2 separate regions of the Sus scrofa genome follow, and region 2 is linked to region 1. A link is a contact called in public HiChIP or PLAC-seq data. All regions are on one chromosome and are shown on one strand. Each heading gives the region's core, a stretch centred on a gene start, on an enhancer-like site or on the middle of the called end of the contact. The rest is flanking DNA. Distances are from core to core; before and after follow the strand shown. Region 1 overlaps LOC102164776. Region 2 overlaps LOC102164776.

Region 1 (6,041 bases), core at 2,505-5,004:
TCTTCTTAAGATCTAACCTGCATTTCTATTGCTGTTTTTGTTTGACCATAGATTGCTCGAGCCTCTTTGCCAACAGAGAAATACTCATAGCCCTTCCCAGCTGGCCATTTGATTCAGTTGTAACAGAGCTGTTCCAAAATCCATGGTAAAGGAGTTCCCGTTGTGGTGCAGTGGAAACAAATCCGACTAGGAACCATCAGGTTGCGAGTTCCATCCCTGGCTTCACTTATTGGGTTAAGGATCCGGTGTTGCTGCAAGCTGTAGTGTGTAGGCCACAGTTATGGCTCTGATCTGGCACTGCTGTGGCTGTGGCATACTTCAGCAGCTGTAGCTCAGATAAGACCCCTAGCCTGGGAATCTGCATATGCCACAGGTGCAGTCCTAAAAAGAAAAAATAAAGTGAAATCCATGGTAAAATGTCTGTCCCTGAAAAGGGCCATTGAGCTTTGCTGCATAAGAGAGCTATGGACCATACCTCTTAAGCTAGATATCCTGGCCATACATGTGTGAATGCAGATGATCTCATGACCACTGCTTCTTTTCTACTTTAAAAAAAAAAAAAAGACTTGTGCCTGCACTTCAACCTGACAGAAGAGAGCTGAAGTGTCAGCCAGACACCCAGAACTAACCTTTGTCCCCTCATTAGGGCAGGACGCTAGGCCAGAGCTGGGTGGGAGCCAGAGCCCAGCCCTGTGCTTTAGCCTGAGGCCATTATCCCCATCTTGAAGGCAAGAAGGCGGAGGCAAGAGCAGAGCCCCATCCAGCAGGTGCTGGGAATTAGCAGGGTAAGTGGCTTAACATTCCCAACCTTGGTTTGTTTCCTCACTTGAAAAAGGGGGATAAGAGATGACATATCTCACAGGATTGCTGAGAAGATTCCATTCAACAGGATAAAGTGGGTAATGCAAGGCCTGGCACCTAAAGAGTGACCATTTCACTGCACCTCTTGTGCAATGACATTGGTAGAGCCACCTCTGGGGGCAAAGGAGCAAAGAGAGAGTGTGGGAAGGAGAGCTCCGGAAGCGACCCAGGCCCCGTCAGCCCCGTGGCCCTGCACTTAACTCCACTGTGCAGGGGGGCAGAACGTTCATGCAGGTCCGGCTCTCTCTCAGATATGGAAGGATCGGCAGCACAATAAAGACCTGCCTCCCACGAGATGGGCCCTGCGCCGAGCTGCCTGGATCCAGGGGAGACATCGCTGTCCAGCATTTCCATCAGGGCTCCCCCGAGCCAGTCCCTGGGGCACACACAAAGCCCCATTCAGGACGGCTGGAGCTTTGAGAGCAGGCAGAGGAGCTGGGGGCCCGGGAAGGGGGTGGAGGAGCAGCACAGAGCCTGGCACCAACCCGCCGCCGGCCCGCCTCGGGCGAGTGGGCGTGGAGGGCGCAGGTCCGCGGCCGTCCATGCAGCACCCTTTGTCCTTCCGCAGATTCCTTTCTCTGGTGGTCCAGGGCCCGGCGGCACCAGCTGCCACGGCTGGACCTGCGTGACCTCCCCGGAGGAGGCTGGGCACCCCCCACCCCCACCCCCCCTGATGCCAGCCCCAGAAGCAGGGTATCCAGTGGAAACAGATCATTGCTAACTGGCTTGCCATTTCAAAAGCACTTCTGGGAAAACCGCCTCTGAGAGGTTCCCACCCTGGGTATGTACTTGCTGTGGCACTGAAAAGAAGTCAAATTAACCCACGGTTACCACCCTTTATTCCTCAGGACCTAGGAAGCTGCTCCGTGTTCTTCAGCCTTGGCTTTCCCACCTGTACAATGGAGCCTGGTAAAACAATCTGCCGGAATTCAAAGAGCAGCTGTTGTGAGCGTTTCCAGGTAGCAGTTCATTCTCCCTGAGCAGGCAGGCAGGCAGGCCGGCCCCAGCCTTCCTCGCTGGGGCCTCCTGGATGGTACAGAGAATGCCCGGTCTAGAGTCCCCACGGACAGCCCCCAAATATGTCAAGTTTGATGCATCGAGGCCATGCTCGCTCTGCAGTGTGCTGAATTTTGGAGCAGGCTGCTCACGGGCCCATGACCCTTGGATGCAGAAGAAAATAAGTCCCCTCCTTTACCTTTTTCCTCCTCAAATGATGAAATGCTATCCCGATGACGTGTCAGATCAAACATGGAACAGAAAATGAGAAAATGGAGCCCCTTTTTGCCACCAAGATTGTAACACACGTCCTGCAGGACAATATTTTTCAGATGACTCAACTCAAAAGGGCTGAATGAAATTTCTATGGTCTGAAAGGGTTTCTACATCAATTAGTCTAGCTGTTCACTTTTCCTGACCTGCAGTGACTCCATTTTATTCACTGAGACATTTCTCACCTCAGTCCATGTACCATCTCCTCCAGGAAGCCCTCTCTGACTACACAGCTGGAGTCTGTGCCTCTTCATCATGTTCCCACAATGCCCCAGGCACGTCTCTCTCTTAGCGCTTGGGACATGACATTGAAGTTTGTTCAATGTCATTTGTCTCAAGTCTTCTTTGTGGTCAGGCACGTACTTTATCAGTCTTTTAAACTCCAGCTTCTAGTGCGGGGTTGGTGCAATGGAGGAGGAGAGTAAAGATTTGCTGAACTAAATGGATGTGTACCTATCATTGGAGAAGTTGCTGGCATAAACCCCCATGTGTCATTTATAAGAGTCTCCTGTAACCTTTGCACTCAGGAAGTTCTAACTCGTATCTGATCCCACATGCAGACATTATTTCTTTCAACCTCATGCAATAACAACTGGTAACTGTCTTCATTCTTATCAGAGCACCCTCAGAAATCACTGATGGGAGTTCCTACTGTGGCACAGCAGAAACGAATCCGACTAGTATCCATGAGGATACGGGTTTGATCCCTGGCCTCACTCAGTGGGTTGGGGATCTGGCATTACAGTAAGCTGTGGTGTAGGTCCCTCGGATCCTGTGTTGCTGTGGCGTAGGTTGGCGGCTGTACCTCTGATTCGACCCCTAGGCCTGGGAACACTCATATATCACAAGTACAGCCTTAAAAAAAAAAAAAATCACTGCTATCACTCATTTCTTTCTACCAAGTCAGCCTTCATTTTTTCAGGCTTAAATCAGGTATGAACTATCAGAACCCCAAATCTGACCATTTTAATTTTTAACAGATGACTAGAAAAGGACTTTCAAGAAGGATTTTGGCCAGAGAGAATGTATGCATTCAATAAGCTGCCGTGCAGCACCTACTCCGTGCCAGACTGTGCTGACAGAGAATAAACAGATGCCAAAATCCCAGGCCATCCAGAGATCTCTAACCTAGAATAGGGAATAAACAGGGGTACTTCATCTAACTAAGAAAAAGCAGCATTTTCCTTTATTTGCGGTGCCTCCATCAGAAGAATCACTCCATTTGGGGAGAATGTAAAAAAGTCCAGAGTGCTAAAAAGCACAACACATTTTACACTTCCTGAGTAGCTTGGGAGAAAACTAGTGGCCCAATCAGGGAACATGTTGGGAACACGTGGGAGAGCCCATGGAAGGATCAGTGCCCTGGGTATGTTGACATTGTGACAGAAGTCCATCTGCGTTTTTGTTGCTGGGCAGAGGCTGGCCTCCACTGACCACATATGCAGAAAGCTGGCAGGAGCCCCTGGTCACCAGCCCCCAAACTGGCAGCCTCCCCTCTCTGGCCAAGGAGCTCAGGGTCTGCGTGACTTGAGGCAATGTCATCTGGGGACACTTGGGATTCTGATCGGGTGAGCCAGTGGAGGCAGCGCAGATAAGACCGGGGCAGAAATCTGGCAGCCTAAATGACATCTGCTTCGTCTGAGGTTTTGGCTCTGGCTCCTCCTGGGAGCCTGGGGCTGGAGCCTGGGAAGGGTGCATTTGGAGCTGGTTACAGCAGGTGGCGCAGGAGAGCAGAAGCCAACCCTCTGTGGGGCCCAAGGAAAATGAAGGATTGATTCCGCCTCAGAGAGAGGCACTAGGGCCAAGAAAGGCAAAGGGGACCGACTGGTCTCTCCACATGGTGCCCAACATGGCATATTGCCCAGGTGACACACACAGCCAGATATGGACATGTCTCTGCTAAAGAAAAACCAAGATAGGTCCTCATAGGTCTGAGTAAAATCCTTGAATGGTCAGTACTTGCAGGAAGCATGATGCAAAGAAAAAGAAAAACAACATCTAGTATTCACTTAAAGGGCAAGATAAACACTCCTAGAGCTCAAAGACTCTGACCTATGGACGGCTGACGGGTAAAGTGTAAGTCCCCAAATAAACCTCCACCTCCACCACCACCACCGCCACCACCACCAAAACAAAACAAGAACAAAACCCCACTTAATCTTGTCAGTGGAGCTCTGGAAAGCAACATTTTTAAACAAGACACACAAAAAAGAAATTTATCTCCACTGAAAGCTGCCAGATGAAGCCACCTTCTTGATGTTCTTATCTCGGGGTAAGCTTGCCTCCAAAACACATACCCTCCCACATACACCCCAGGCTCCTCAGTTTCTCTGCCGCAAAGGGCAGAAAGCATGGTTCTACTTATTTATTTTATGCAGTGGCATAACTTGAAGAACTTTAATCAGGAAATTCTAAGCAGGGGATAAAAGTGTCACACAGAGGCTATAGGACAATCTCTCTCCTCTGAGAGATAACATTCAAAAGCAGTGAACTGCTGAGACTCGCCATAGAGAGTTTACCTCCTCTACTGAAGCAGTGTGGGCTGGCTCAGGGATAAGACTTAGGGAATGCAAGGAATTTTACTTATTTTTCCATTTGGTTTACTTTCGTTACTTCTCTTGTGGGGAAGCAATCCGAGATGCTTAAGGGCTGATGTTTTATAAATCAATTCTCTGTGTTTACTTACGTGCATATACATATATGCAAAATTGTGCACTGCTTGAAAAGCAAAACATTTGACATATTTGTTCTCCACCTTCTGCAAAAAGCAGGGTCTGCTCAACTAGTAAATGAGTCTGGGGTCTGTCCTACAATCTACTGCCTGCAATGGAATAGGGTTCACACCACAGATGTCTCAACAGCAGAAAGTCTCAGAGTATATATACTCCAGAAGGAGGAGGCAGATAGCGTTGTTTCACCCTCTGTGCCTTAGGACTTGCTCTGTTTAGCCTGGAATGTCCTTCCTCAACTCCAGTCTTCTTCATTTTGTGGGCCATCTTCTGTCTTTTTCAAGAATACTCATCACATCTGAAGCCCCCACCCCCCGACCAGCCTCTTACCCCCATGTGTCCTTAGAAATCCTGTGCAAATCTCATTCCAAGCACAGGACACAGAATGATGCTGTTGTCACCACCCGCTGCTATAAAATTCATGCTATGTTATAGACTACTTTTTTTTTCCTGCTTCTTTATGTCTTCCCAGATCCTTCTCTCCCCAGCTCCTCCTAAGTAGGGTTGCCAGATAAAAAGAGAATGTCCATGTGAATTTGAATTTCAGATAAAGAATTTTTAGTACATGTGTATCCCCAACATTGCCTGTGTTGTTGTATTTTTATGTGCTAAATGTGGCAGCCTCACTCCTGAGACCCCTAAGTTCATGCCTATTCCTTCCTCCCTGTCCCCATGCAGGGGAGGAATGGGGGGGGGGGGAGCATCCAAAGCTGCAGGTGCACTTCCTCAGCCCTGACCTCTCCCCTAGTCCCCCAGAAGTAACGGGTGCTCCTGGCACACACCTCCAGAAGAGTAATATAAGGTCTGTTTCAGATGTTTTGTGTTTTTTCCTCCTGCATTGAGCCTATTTATTCAACAGAGATGACGTTTAAATATTTCATCCAATATGAAAACATTTGCTCAGTTATTTTTAAATAGGAGGGTTATCATTGGCTTTTCATTTAAATGTGGTTTCATGACTTGGATGAATTCAATGACACTGGAATCTTGTTAAGTCCATACTGAATTTCAAAGTGTGGCTGGCTGGACATAGTGACATTTACCTTTTCAGTTCCTGCTGGCTCTTTCAACCCACTCTGTCCTGGAAGAAGCAAGGGAGATGCAGCTGGCAAGGTATGAACCTGCAGAAACACATCCATTCCCATCAGACAGTGTCTGTCATTGCAAAAGATCTCTAAGTTT
Region 2 (6,801 bases), core at 196-2,695, 130 kb after region 1:
GAAGGGATTATTACCTAAAAGCTTGGTGATCAAACTGAACAGGAGAAACAAAGGTAAAGCCAGAGGAAAACCCAGAAGGTGAAAAATGTGCTTGCTCAGAAGAGCAAGGCGTGTGCAGCACAGACATGGCAATAGGTCAGTGGAGAAGAGGATTAGATGATGGCTGGGGCAGATTGAGTGGTTGAGGACCCTAAAATGACAAGTTCTGGACGTGTGCTGGGGTATTCCTTAGAGCACAGTCTCATGCATCTCACTGATACTGCGGTATTCCCTAATGCAGGCAAGCTGGTAAGAACATACTCATTGATCCTAACATAGAGGAGCCTCCTTTTGTGGTCACATATCGTCACTGTGACTCTATGATGAATGGCATGGTCCCTACATCAATAAGCCCAGCTGGAAAAGCTCCTGCCTCAGGCTTTCTGCTGTTCCCAATCAGCCCTTGTTTCCTCATCTACAGAACAGATCAGTGTCTAAACTCCACGGAGACCAAAGCCATACACAAAAGTCTGAGAACCACAAGCAGAAAAGAGTTGAAGACTGCCAACCCAAGCTTTTGAAGATCAGCTGAGACCAGACCAGAACAAAAGCCAGCTGAAAGCCAACAACTAATGATGATATGTTTGCAATGGGTGTTTAGGCTTGATGAAGGGGCAGAGGCAGGGAAGGTAAGCAGTGGGAGGCAGGGTGCAGTCAGCATGGTAGGCATGTTAAGACTGCAAAAAAGAAAAAGAATTCTTTATGGTCATTCTACTATACACTTTCTAAAGAAATGTGAGCGTCAGCAAAGCTGCCTGTTATAGATAGATGTCTTCTGATTTACAATCCACAAGAGGATAATGTTTTCCCAACTTGAAGAATATTCTTATTAGTTCAGAGAAACATGTTAATATGCTTAATTTTCTATACTTCCAATGGCCCCAGTTATTTCTAGTTTAAAAAAGAAAAGAAAAATTACCCCAGAGGGACATTCTAGGGTTTCTTCCCTTCCAAAAACATCTGTTCCCCCAATGAGCCATGAACTCAGTTAACACCCAGGCACTTTCATTCTCTAAGTCCCTCTTGCCTACTCTGCAAAGTTAGGACACTGGCTCCAAAGACAGCTCAGTTCTCTCCGTACTCTAACAAGTCATAAATCTCAAAATACACTTAAGTTCAGCCTGTCCATAGGTATTTGGACTATCTTAAAACAACAACAAGCACACACCCTAGATGGGAAAGCTATGCTGAATAAAAACAAGGCTCTGTCAGCACAATGTATGGGTGTGGTGAAAATAGACAACCAGATAGCGTACAAGTCAAAAAACAAAATGACTAGGGGGAAAAAAAAAAAGCAGATTGTGAAAAACAGCTCAAGATCACAGAATGTGGTTAAGGAGGCGAGCATATAAAATATTCCCGTTTCAGATCTGTTATAGCGTGAGTCAGACAGGGTAGGAAAAAAAAAAATAGCAAAAGATGCTCTTAGAGTGACTATACAGCCAAACATTGGTAATGACTGTACAGCTACTGATACTGACCCTACATTTTCATTTAGTTCTTTTTAGAATTTTCTTAACCCCATAACACATGGTCGAATCCCATTACTTCTCATTCCTCTCACCCCAAAATGAAACTTTGCATTATTCTGGAATGTAAGGTCTGCATTTGAGGAAATTTTGAGTCATCAAATAATTATATTAGAATAAAATAAGAAAGGGAAAAGAAGCATACCTAATTACTTGCACTCTAGACGTGTAAAAAAGATTGTTGCAAAGGAACATGGGAGACTTTCCTAATCTCCACCATTATCTCAAAAATCCTTCATCGCTTATTTCAGAGTTGGGAAGAGAACAGAAACGACTTCTCACCCCCATTACATGGCTGAAGAATCACAGGTTGAAAGAAGCAACTTGTCACACAGCTGAAAACAGGGCCTCAATCCTCTGGCTCTAGGTTTCTCTAAGACTGTGCTGCCTGGCTTGACTCTTGTTTGGAGCAAAATGCTAGGCAACAAAGCTCCTCCAGGCAGTGTGTTGGCAGAAACCTGTCTCTGTTGGGGTGAATGTGTTGAACCCCAATTGCTAAGAATAGCTTGAAGCACCTTGGAAGAAGTGCTTGTTTCTAAAGAAATCCCCACTCGGGGAGTGTTCCTCCTTCTCCTCGGCCCATCTGTCATTATAAATCTTGGTTAACACATCAGAGATTGTGCAATATATGGAAACATATTGAATGTATTATATATGTCAGAGATGTCTTCTCTCGTATTTCCATTAAAAGCTCCTAGCTATGCCAAAACTTTCTCATTCCCAAATGAGGTACATTTCAATAAACGAGATGATGGATAGAACTTAAAGAATCCTCTGAGGAAGAAAGAGTTGAAAAAATGAGTGGGGGAACTTGTCAAAAAAAAAAAAATATGAGCATCTCAACAGAAAGGATATTATTTCTCTGATGGTATACCATCTTTTAAGGTCTGAAACCTGCAATGTACAATTTTCAATTCATGTCACTGTCCTTGACTTCTTTCTCTAAACTAGATACAGATCAGAGGACCAAAACATGGACAGAAGTTAGTCTACGTGGTTATGCATGTGTGTAGACCTAAAGAGTATGGGTGCACCTGTGACGGTGAGAGTCCTGTCCATTGGTAGAAGAGTAATGGCTCTAAAAGTATTTATTTCCATGTCTCTTTCAGACTAAAAACTAATAAACTCAGTTTTATGATAAACATTTAAGCTTCAGGGAAGACCTTTCTGCAACAACTAAGATGCTTTTTTTATTATTATTTACTGAATTCCCACTCTATTTCAAACATAATCGGTGGGGGGTGTGGGAGGGGAGACAAGAGATCAGCTGACCAAGATAGACCCAGCCCTGTGCTTATGGGGATAATATTCTATGGAGAAATTATTATCATGTCTTAAGGGCAATGTTACAAATCTGTCAGTGAGATATAAAGAAAGTCTGCCAATTCTAGAGACAGGAAGGGATAACTAACCCATTCTCACCTTGAATTCTCAGATCATCTCAATGCTCATCACTTGGAATTTTGGAATCCTTGCAAGGTCTGAGTGTATCAGTGACAACCAAACTGCCAGAAACACAACAAAACCTATTTTCATCCATCCTCTTCCCATTCACCTGAAATGGCTCAGGTCACCAATGCTTTAGAAATGACTGAGCACTGGTTCCTATTCGGTTTTTATTTTGCTTCCTTCTTACTCTCATTGTCTAATGAAGACTATTTTTTCACATACACCTGGCACTGTGATGTACTTCCACACAGATGTTCAACAAATACAATGTATGATGCAATAACAGAAATAGAAATGGTAATTTCTTATGGTGGAAACGTGATGCAGTCATGATTTGTTCTACTTTTTAAACTGCCCTTTATTTTGGATAGTACACTAATTCTACTGAAATAAAAGCATGTGATGGGCTGTATATAAGCAGTCCTTTGTCACTCTAGATTTCATCTCTCCACTTATTTGATGTTTCCTTATCCTCCCTTCCTTCATCCTCTAATCCCAAGGCTTCTATTGGAGATTCCACAAGGGCTCATTTCAACACATCAGCATATGCTTAGTTCATTTAAAGACCATCCAAGAATGCCTAAAACACAAAAGGGGGCTGAAATAAAGTGTAAGTTTTACATCGCCATACATCATCATGTGTCAGAGGTTGAGCTAAACAAGTGGGCTGTTTCCACGTCTTGGCTCTGAGAAGAGTGCTGCTATGAACACAGGATGCATCTATCTTTTTGAATTGTACTTTCGTCTAGATATATACCCAGGAGTGGGATTGCTGGATCATATGGTAGTTCTATATTTAGTTTTCTGAGGAACCTCTGTACTCTTTTTCCACAGTGGTTGTACTACTTAAGATTCCTACTAACAGTGTAAGCAAGTTTCCCTTTTCCCCACATCCTCTTCAGCATTTATTTGTTGACTTGTTAATGATGGCCCTTCTGACCAGTGTGAAGTGGTACCTCATCGTAGTTTTGATTTGCATTTCTCTATTAGTGATGTTGAATATCTCTTCATTTGCCTATTGGCTATCTGTCTTCTTTGGAGAATGTCTATTTAGGTCTTCTGCCCATTTTCTGATTAGGTTGTTTTTTGGTTGTTGTTGAGTTGTATGAGCTGTTTGTGTATTTTGGAGATTAGGCCTTTGTCAGTTGCATCATTGGCAAAGAAAAAATGGAATACTACTCAGCCATAAAAAAGAAAAAATAACACCATTTGCAGCAACATGAATGCAACTAGAGAATCTTATATTAAGTAATGTAAGAAAGAGAAAGACAAATACCATATAACTTATATGTGGAATCTAAGATAGGGCACAAACGAACCTACCCTACTAAATAGAAACAGACTCACAGACATAGTGAACAGACTTGTGGTTGCCAAGGCGGAGGAGGGGAGGAGTGGAATGGATGGAGAGTTTGGGGTTGGCAGATGCAAACCATTACATTTAGAACAGATAAGCAATGAGGTCCTACAGTACCACAGAGGGTACTACATCCAGTCTCTTAGGATAGAACATGATTGAAGATAATATGAGAAAAAATGTATATATGTATGACTGGGTCACTGTGCTGTACAGCAGAAATTGGCACAACACCTTAAATCAACTATACTTTAATAAAAAAATAAAGAAAAAACTGGTTCCCCGGCTTATATTTAAACCACAACAGAATATGTGATTGTAGTATTTACACTTTTCAAAGCTGCTTCTGGTTCTAGAATCATCTGTCACATCCTCCTGAAGTTTTCTGACACTCAGTTGCAGGAGGATCAAATAGCCTAATCTCTTTCTTTTCCTCACAACATTTAAGTCATGATTTCTGTGTAAATCATTAACTGACTGTCTAACCAGCAATTCACTACCCTCTCTACATTATAGAAGAGCCCACAGTCTATTCAATTCATACGTATTTTCAAAAGGCCTATTTTCCATTACTATAACCCTCTTTTATACTGAAGTAGAGGCTCTCCTAATTAACACTGCCAGTGAATAAATCTACAAGGTCAATTTAATTTTTGCTCCTACACTAACAGAGTGACAAAGTGACATCATTTTTAAAAAGTTCTTTAGTATTCCCATCATTCTTTTTTCTGGAAATAAACACACACATGGTCTTGAACCATTCTTCACTCTGGGTTCCAAACACCTTAACTTACCATTCTCCAATCTACACAGCACTCTCCTCTTTGTTCTTCTAGAGAATTGAGACAGGTTTCTTCCTTTGAAAGGTTTCCTCCTCCTTTCCTATCTGTAAGAGGGGCAGGGGGGATGCTACAAAACCCAGAAAGTTTCAAAACTATCACTTTTTATTTCATCTTCATTACAGGGTATACCAAGGCACTACAACTCCCATTTTATAGATAAAAAATGGATTTCAAGCCAGTTCAGAGACTTGCTCAAGCTGAGATAGCTGCGAAGCAAAGAGGGAGGACTCCAGCCCCGGGTCCTTCCATGTCTCAATCCAGACCTTTCCTGCCCAGTCTCCTCTCCACGTTCTCCTGGCCCACTTCCGGTGTTTGGAACAAGCTTTCTCCCTAACATACATGTCCCAAGGGGGTGGGGGTGGGGAAAGCTTTCTCCTTTCTTCTCAGTAAACTTATCACCTTCAGGAAATCCTTCCCAATTAGAAGGAAGAAGAAAACATACATAAAGCAAAGACCTAAGGGGGAAACTATTTCCTGTGCGCTTTCTTCAGAATGCCACTTCCCGGGAAATAGTAACCATTTCTCAAATGCTATCCAGGACTTGGCACATTTGTGGAGGCTTGACACGATTTATACTCATGGAGGAAGGAAACAACAGACGGTATGTCCCTAAGAGAGAGGGTGGTAGGATGGAGGGCAGACCCAGAATCTCCCATCTCTAATCACTGTTCTTCTTTCTGACTGGGCTGTAAAAGCACCAGCATTCTCAGTTGTCAGATGTGAAGAAAAGCCATGAGCTGGAATCTGTAACACTTTGTGCCCCAGGCCACATGCCTCCCTGGCCATCAAGATCTCATCCTCTGTCGGGTCACACAGCAGAAACTTGCACGGTCCTTGAGCAGAAACTCTCGACCTGATTTCTGAGTCCAGGGATCTTGTCTTGTTTATTTCTGGGCCTTCAGTGCCTGGCTCAGGGCCTAGAATACTTATAATTGACATTTAAACTTGTTGGGAAGATAATTTAACTTGGTTGGTATAAAGTTTTCCCACCTTAGGTGAATTAGGCCATACCCAACATCTGGCTAGATTTCAGACTTCAAGCCCATCACATAATAAAACCCTCTCACTAACATAGAAACCATCCTAGATGAACAGAAATATATGGCTCTTGATAACCACATGCACTAGGTAGGCCTTGTTTGTATCTTGATTCAAACAAAATCTGAAAAGGCCACTTGGGGGCAACTGAGGAAATTTGAATATAGATGGGATATATTATCATCCAAAAAAAGATGATTATTGGTAGGATAATGTGGTCATACAAGAAAACGTACTTTCTGTATTTCTAATGAAATATTTAGGAGTTCCAATAGTATGATTTCTGGGATTTGTTTTAAAAACACTTTAACCAAAAAAAAAAAAAACCTGTTAAACTCTAAATGATGAATATATGAGCACTCTACTGTTCTCTTTACTTTTAAGCTCATTGGTAATTTTTCTTAAACACTTTTACATGAAGGCGAGATGAGAATGTTCTTCTTTTACTTAAAACAGTGTCCCTTGTGCTTATCACAGTCTCTAAGGGGAGACTTGCATTTCTGGATATTTCATATTCAAGTTCTTTGAAGTCAATCATTTAGATGTT

The links. HiChIP or PLAC-seq counts read pairs in DNA pulled down with a chosen protein or histone mark.
Region 2: an H3K27ac HiChIP or PLAC-seq map of skeletal muscle shows a contact between it and region 1. The contact joins two enhancer-like sites. A contact is called at or near these places in 2 of 47 Hi-C or Micro-C datasets (embryonic fibroblasts and heart right ventricle) and 1 of 2 datasets of contacts at active chromatin or transcription factors (skeletal muscle).

Annotation. Positions count from the first base shown.
Region 1 is chr9:49,215,322-49,221,362 of Sscrofa11.1, forward strand. LOC102164776 reads right to left here. Exons shown (of 5, transcript XM_021063017.1): 3 at 5,903-5,980. Among named protein-coding and RNA genes, the nearest start is that of MIR100, 60 kb to the left of the region's middle. Within about 2 kb of position 3,755, at least 28 of the 83 cell types and tissues checked have an H3K27ac peak or open chromatin away from gene starts, as enhancers often do. A contact at or near this core is called in skeletal muscle, where this site is marked.
Region 2 is chr9:49,348,291-49,355,091 of Sscrofa11.1, forward strand. The region is part of intron 1 of LOC102164776; the gene reads right to left. Among named protein-coding and RNA genes, the nearest start is that of MIR100, 190 kb to the left of the region's middle. Within about 2 kb of position 1,446, at least 6 of the 83 cell types and tissues checked have an H3K27ac peak or open chromatin away from gene starts, as enhancers often do. A contact at or near this core is called in skeletal muscle, where this site is marked.